Linked DNA regions of Sus scrofa: region 1 is linked to region 2. A link is a contact called in public Hi-C data. All regions are on one chromosome and are shown on one strand. The core of a region is the stretch at or near the end of the contact, and the rest is flanking DNA. Distances in the headings are between cores, read along the strand shown. Region 1 overlaps LOC110255835 (a long non-coding RNA gene). Region 2 has its middle 260 kb from the start of NDFIP2.

Region 1 (3,511 bases), core at 455-2,954, 850 kb before region 2:
TTTAAAGAGGAAGAGAAAACTAGAAGAAGCTATACACAAATAATTTTACACATACATATTTAACATCATATTTTTCATTTTATTTCCTCTTGCTGATAGTCTCAGATTTGAAATTATAAAAACAAAAGAGAGGCAGCCTCTATGGTGAGCCTTGTTTTAGGAATTCCTTACCTAATTTCATTTGGCAGAATTAATTCTACTCCTATACAGAGCTACCCAGAGGCTATCCCTCTCTTTCTAGGCTTTCTTAAATGATGGGTTTCCTTGGAGAAGGGGTATGAGACAGTTATTGGGAGGTTACCTCAACAGTTGAGCCGTTTAATAAAAGCGCATACAATTTTCAACTGTTCATGCATAGTTTAATTTTACAAATGCATAGGAACTTCACTCCCAAACTGACTGACTCATTTAAATATAATTCACAAAACTTTATTGAATAGTATTTTTTGAAGCAATAGCAATTATGTATCCAGTTAGCCTCCATTCATTTCTGAACTCAAGTAGAATAATTCATGCTATAAATGACAAAGAGAGGCACGTATAATTTACAACATAGCGCAGTAAGTCACTCACTCTGAAATGAAAGGTATGGTAGTTTCTAGCAAACTTTTTTTCTTTTTTGCTAGAAACATTTTTAGCACATATCTAATCAATTTGAATTTCCTACTCATAGCACTTTGCTAGCATTCATTAAAACAGTGAACCTCATTTGGGCTCTATAGTTTATTTTCTAGGTATGCTGTGGTCTCTGTTTTAGAAAAGAATTGTAATTTTCATTCTTAATCGTGAATGTATAATTGACTACAGGAGGCTGTTGCCAGTCCAGAGAACTCTATAAGCTATAACAGAGACAGGGCCAACTTACTAACCCCTGTGAGCACTTACAATTGTTGGCAAGATCTAATCTGTACAATCATATATTCATTTGCCGAACTATATTTTTGATGCGCTTAGACTCATCTGAAAAACAGGTTGGTTGTTTTTTGCTAATGATGTTCTTTATAGCTTCTACCCAAATGGAATAATGATCATAAAACAAAAGCAAAAATCAATCTGCCTTTATCCAATCATTGCTTGGAAATAATATTCCTAGAACACAATAGATGTTTACTTATTCCTCAAATAAATGGGGTAAAGTAGATTTTCCTATAATCAATGTCCTTAGGGTTATAACAGGAATTCAGAGCAGTGATACTCTAATGAAGTCTTTCTGGCATCCCCATTATCTAAATCCTCTTGGATGGAACCAGAAATAATGATTTTAGAACTTTAATAAAAGGATAGATTGTATAAAAACAGCCAATCCTACCGTAGATTTAAGGGCCACTCATATTATTTATTTGAATTTTCACAATAAAACCCCACTAGATAGGAAACAAGAAAGGTATGGAAACGAAGGCTTGTAAGACAAAGTAATTTCTCAAGGTTATGCTACCAGTGAGTCATATAACCGGTGAGTCACATAACTCATTCCTGAGTACTATTAAGCCTTGACCACGTATGTCATTGACTGAAGAACAAGTCTCCTCTCCCTTCTTGTGGTAAACATGTATGTATCGGTCCCTAAAAATATTTAAAATATCCACTACTTTTAAAAAGTATATTCCACATCCAAAATACCGGTTGAAAAATACAGCATCTCAAATGGCATTTTGTCTTCATCCCAGACTGTTGCTTATGACAGTGATAGAAATTCAGCACTGAGGCTCAAGACAAGATGCACCAGCCAATTAAGACGATGATGTTACTCAGGTTATTACGATAGAGAGACTTCTTTTCATGCATAAAGAGTGTCTCACAAAAGGAGGTTGAAAACCTGGGGATTTATAACACGAGACAATCACGAGTGAGGAGTCAGAGCTGGCTTTTTCTTGCTGCCTCACACAAGTGACCCCTCCTATCTCTGGTTCTTTGCATTATCATCACTGGTTTCATCTCAGGTCATTGTGACAGCAGCCGTATTGGATGTTTTCATACAAACTCTTTCTCCATGTTGACGCTGCTGGCACGCATTGCCATTGACCCTTCCCCTCAACCGTAGCCTTTCTTCTGCACTGGTTTTGTGGCCTCAAACTGAAAAGACTCCCTGTGTATTTCCAAGTAGAGAGCCTTATTCTGCTTAGTTCTATGAAAAATCTCTTTCTTTCTTCTGTTGTTCTCTATAATGTAATGGGAATGGCCTGAAAATTAAGTCTATACAAATGACTTAAGTACTTTCTATTTTACTCATGATTAGTGGAAATCTTAGTTAGACCTAATTTCTAAGGCAAATGCATATGCACAAAACAGCCACATACATATGTGTGTGTGTGTGTGTGTGTATAAATATATGTATTGGTGACAATCCTAAAACCTCTCTCAGGGATCAGAACACACACACACAAAGAAATAAATGGGTAGTATAGTTACATGGTGGATAAATAGGGCCCGCAAACAAATCATAGCATTGTAAGTATAATTTTAAGAATAAGTCACCCAATACCATATGATACTGATTTATTTTTCAATCTGGAGACTTTCTCTCATTCTGATCTAATCGTATTTGCTATTTCAGTTGCTCATGTCCCAGTAAGCATCTCTGTTCATTGTGTTGGGTAAACACAACAGATCAAGCCTGTCCTGTATCTAAATCCAGACAGATACCTACTTCACATAAATCTCTTCTCTAGAAACACAGAAGAGGGAGGTTCTTTAAAATGTCTTATTAGTCATTAATATGCAAAGTGAAATGTACTTTTTTAGCAAAGTGAAATGTACTTTTAATACCTATAATGTGATATTAAATTTTAAAAAAATACTAAACAAAGTGAGACTCTAGGAGTACTGCTCCTTGGCAAAAATAAACCTCATTTTAATCTGAAAACACAGCAATGTCAGGTGCAACGGCCCATTCTGAAACTAATTTATCCTCTTTTCCAGCTATTAAAACATCCCCCCAACTTCTCCTCCTGAAAATAATACATGACAAAGTTTCTTTCTTATCTAATTGTAAATGGAAAGTCCATTCATCACCCAGGTGTGAGAAGGCTTGGCCCTAAAGTGACAGATCTTAAAGCATCTAGGAGTTTGCACTGCGGGTCTCTTTCCTGTCATTGCCCCCTAGGGATCTTGCTCAACACCAGGTGGAAGAAGCGTCAGCTGTTGCACAGAGCCTGGGGAATCGCTGCTCTTCCTTTCCATGCAAATATTTTTTACTGATCCCACTTTTATGAAGAATACCAGATGCTGGTAGCTATGACCTTGGAAAAAGTTGCATTGCTGGTTAAAATAAATATATTCATATATACACACATACACATACATACACTAAAGGACAGACAACTTAGAGGATAGAAAAAGAGAAAGCAAGAAATAGAGAGAAAGAAGAAAAAAGAGATTATGAAAAATAGAGAGATGGAAGAAGAAAAATGGGAAAGCAGGGACATTTTGCAAAAGGCTGTCATACTGCTCTACCATTTTCTCCTCAGAATTACAACTGCCTATGTTTTCCAACCTTTTATAACATGGTAAC
Region 2 (3,429 bases), core at 920-3,419:
CTGTTTTTTGCCTTCTCCCCTCCAGACAAAGCAATTCCTTTCTTCTCTTGGTACTACCAAATAATGCTTGTATTATGTCAGTTGTCACAATATATTTCATTTGATTAGGTTTTTTTTTTCTACCACAATGTGAATGCTCTAGGGGTAGGATTTATGTTGTGGTTAAGAGTATGGACTCTGGAGAGAGAATGTGGATTCAAACCCTTGCTATTCACTAGCTGAGTGATCTTATATATCAACTAGCTGCTATTACAAGAATGGTGTGTAACAAGCTACCGCACATTCTCAGTGGTATATAATAATCTTTTTTTTTTTATGGGTTGACTGCAGTTTAGCTATTTTACGTCAAGCTTAGCTGATCTTAGCCAGGCTTGGTTATGCATTTGTGGCAGTGGTGGTTCACCTGGGGCTGGGCTGTCCGGGATGGTCTCAGCTAGAATAACTCATTTCTTTTACCTTTTTCTCATCCTCCTGACTTGCCTTGTCTTGTCATCATAGTGAAGCAGAGTTTCCAGAGAATTTCAGGGAAATACATGGCCTCTTGAGGACTAGACTAGGAACTGGGCCAATGTCATATATATCTCAATCTATTGGCCAAAGCAAATACAGCTGAAATTCAAAGGGTTGAGAAGTAAACCCCAAATCCCAAATCTTTGTGTGACACAAAGATGCAAAGGGCATAGATATAGGGAGGTCATTACTTGGGGCCACTTTTGCAACCAATCTACCACATATTAGGCAACTACCATTTTAATAATTAACAAACTTTTTTTAGGCATTTACTTTGTGCCAGGTCCTACTCCAGAAGCCAAGGATACAGCAGGCAGCGGTACCAACAAAAACTCAATTCTCAAAAAGCTAGATTTCTACAGGGGAAGACAGGGAACAAATTAAAAAGGAAAGTAAAATATATTGTTTGTCATGATAAGGCCACTAAGAAGTGAATAAACGTAAAGAAGGGGGGAGTTCCTGCTGTGGCACAGTGGGTTAAGAATCCGTCTGCAGTGGCTCAAGTCACTGCGGAGGACAGACGTTCAATCCCCAGCCTGGCTCAGTGGGTTAAAGGATCCCACGTGGCCTCAGCTGTGGTATAGGTTGTAGCTGCAGCTCAGATGCAATCCCTGGCCAGGGAACTTCTATATGCCATGGGTGTGGCCATGAAAGGAAGTAAGGAGGGAAGGAGGGAAGGAGGGAGGGAAGGAAGAGAGGGAGGAAGGAAGGAAGGAAAGGAGGAAGGGAGGGAGGAAGAAATAAAAGAAAAAAAGGTAAGGAGGAGATGAAGGTTGACTGTAGGGGACATTTTACATTGCGTGGCCACAGAAGGAGACATAAAAGGGATGAAAGCATGGACTCTGAGGAATGGGGGGGGTCCATGGGGTTGGGGGGGAGAGTTTTCCAGGTAGAGGGAAGAGCACATGCACTGGCAGTGAGGGGGAAGTGTGCCTGGTACTTCTCAGGAGTAGTGAGGTGAGTGTGGCTGGAGTACCCTGAGCACTGGGGTGAGGAGTGGGAGAAGAAATGCAGTGAAAGAAACAGGAGGGGAGGAGCTCCCATTGTGGCGCAGCAGAAACAAATCCAACTAGGATCCATGAGGATGTGGGTTCGATCCCTGGCCTCACTCAGTAGGTCAGGAATCCAGCATTGCCATGAGCTATGGTGTCAAGTAGGTTGCAGATGCGGCTGGGATCTTGAATTGCTGTGGCTGTGGTGTAGGCTGGCAGCTGTAGCTCTGATTGGACCCCTAGCCTGGCAACTTCCATATGCCACAGGTGTGGCCCTAAAAACCAAAGGAAAAAGAAAAAAGAAAAGAAAGAAAAGAAAAAAGAAATGGGAAGAGGGTGGCAAGGAGGATTTTGTCTTTTACTCCAATTTAGAGGGCGAAGCTGTTGCAGAGTCTGCATGAGAAATGACATAATTGACTTAACAGAACAAGGAAGGCAGCGGCCAGAAATAGACTGCAGGGCGCACAGGGCAGAAGGAAGACCAATTAGGAGCCTATGAGCACAGTGCTTTGATATCCCACGCAGACCTCACATTCTTCAGATCCCAATGTGCCTGCGAACCCAGAGCAACTCAGGTTTTTTTTTGGTTTCTCTCACTGCCCACTCTTTCCTCCTCTCCTTCCTGTGTTTTTTATAGAAGTGACGTAACACCACTTTGGGTCCTGTTTCTAATACATTCCTCAGCTGCCACCCGAAGGTGAAGGTCTTAATTGTCACACAGTTTCTCACAGGAACTGGCATCTTTGGAACATTTTGAAAAGGCCTCTCTGAAATCTAACATCTCAGAATGAAGTCCACTTCTTTGTAGTATTTAATGCAATTTTAGATGTTCTCCAGACAACGGGGTGGAAGAGAAGGAAAATTTAATTGAAAGGTCTATATGTCGCTTGAGTTCAAAGGACTTGCGTACTACCTGTGTCACCTTAGGAAAACAGCCAAGCTGGTCTCTGCCTCTCATACCATCACCTAGAAAATGGGGATAAAATACTGATCATGACAGATGACAGTAAGGATTAAAATGAGAGGAGCTGTGTCTAGCATGGATACTAATTCTCTCCTTTTCAAAGTGGGTCATTTGGGATGGGGGAGATTTTTATGTGTGAGTAAAGTTACACTTTTTAAGTCAATTAATGCTAAGGTGGAGTGAATTCTTTTTTGTTTGGTTGGTTTTTGGCCATGCCAGCAACATGCAGAAGGTCCTGGACCAGAGATTGAACCTGGGCCATATAGTAAGCCCAGCCGCAGCAGGGACAATGCTGTGTCCTTAACCATTAGGCCACCAGGGAACTGCTGAATTCTTTTATATATGTATATATCACTGAATCTGAGTGAGGCTAAGACTGATAGGAGGCATCAGCTTGGTGCTCACACAGTATATCTTTGAGTGGTTTGGAAAATTTTCAACTCTGAAAAATTGCCCCCAAATAACCTACAATTTACCTCTGCCCTGGTCTGACTGCAACCCAACGGTTGCCAGGACTGAGGCATGGCTTTCAGGCCTCAGTGCGTAAAGGCCTTTGAGATAAGCGTCTCCTTTGCTCCTGGAGCCCCTACTTTATTGCCAGGGTCCTTCAAGCATCAGGTACTTTTCCTTCCTTCCTCACAGATACCTCCATTTACCCAAGTCAACAGTCTGCAAGGTAAACTCCGAGGTAGAAGACAGTGTTACAAGCTCCCACTTCCTCCAAAATAACAGTATAAACAACAAAGAATAGGCAAGGGTAACAAAAGAACAAATATGTAGAAATTACTACAGTTTCAGAAATCACATAATGTGCAGCTCAAAAAAAGTTGTTATAGAAGCTCTTGGCTGGTTCTAGAAATTGTCATAAAATATGGTCCAAACCTGTCTTGATTGGATGCTACATGGTCTTATTTTCATGCTGTGGTTTCCTTCATCCCTGAATCCCCCAAACAACTACTAGAA

Evidence for each region. Hi-C and Micro-C count contacts between places; a contact is called where the count stands out from the background.
Region 1: a contact with region 2 is called in a Hi-C map of embryonic fibroblasts, with 1.9 times the contacts expected there. The contact joins two enhancer-like sites. A contact is called at or near these places in 3 of 47 Hi-C or Micro-C datasets (embryonic fibroblasts and liver).

Annotation. Positions count from the first base shown.
Region 1 is chr11:52,599,739-52,603,249 of Sscrofa11.1, reverse strand. All of the region lies in intron 2 of LOC110255835 (a long non-coding RNA gene), which reads left to right. Among named protein-coding and RNA genes, the nearest start is that of SPRY2, 440 kb to the right of the region's middle. Within about 2 kb of position 1,704, at least 4 of the 83 cell types and tissues checked have an H3K27ac peak or open chromatin away from gene starts, as enhancers often do. A contact at or near this core is called in embryonic fibroblasts, where this site is marked.
Region 2 is chr11:51,750,076-51,753,504 of Sscrofa11.1, reverse strand. No RefSeq gene overlaps it. Among named protein-coding and RNA genes, the nearest start is that of NDFIP2, 260 kb to the right of the region's middle. Within about 2 kb of position 2,169, at least 10 of the 83 cell types and tissues checked have an H3K27ac peak or open chromatin away from gene starts, as enhancers often do. A contact at or near this core is called in embryonic fibroblasts, where this site is marked.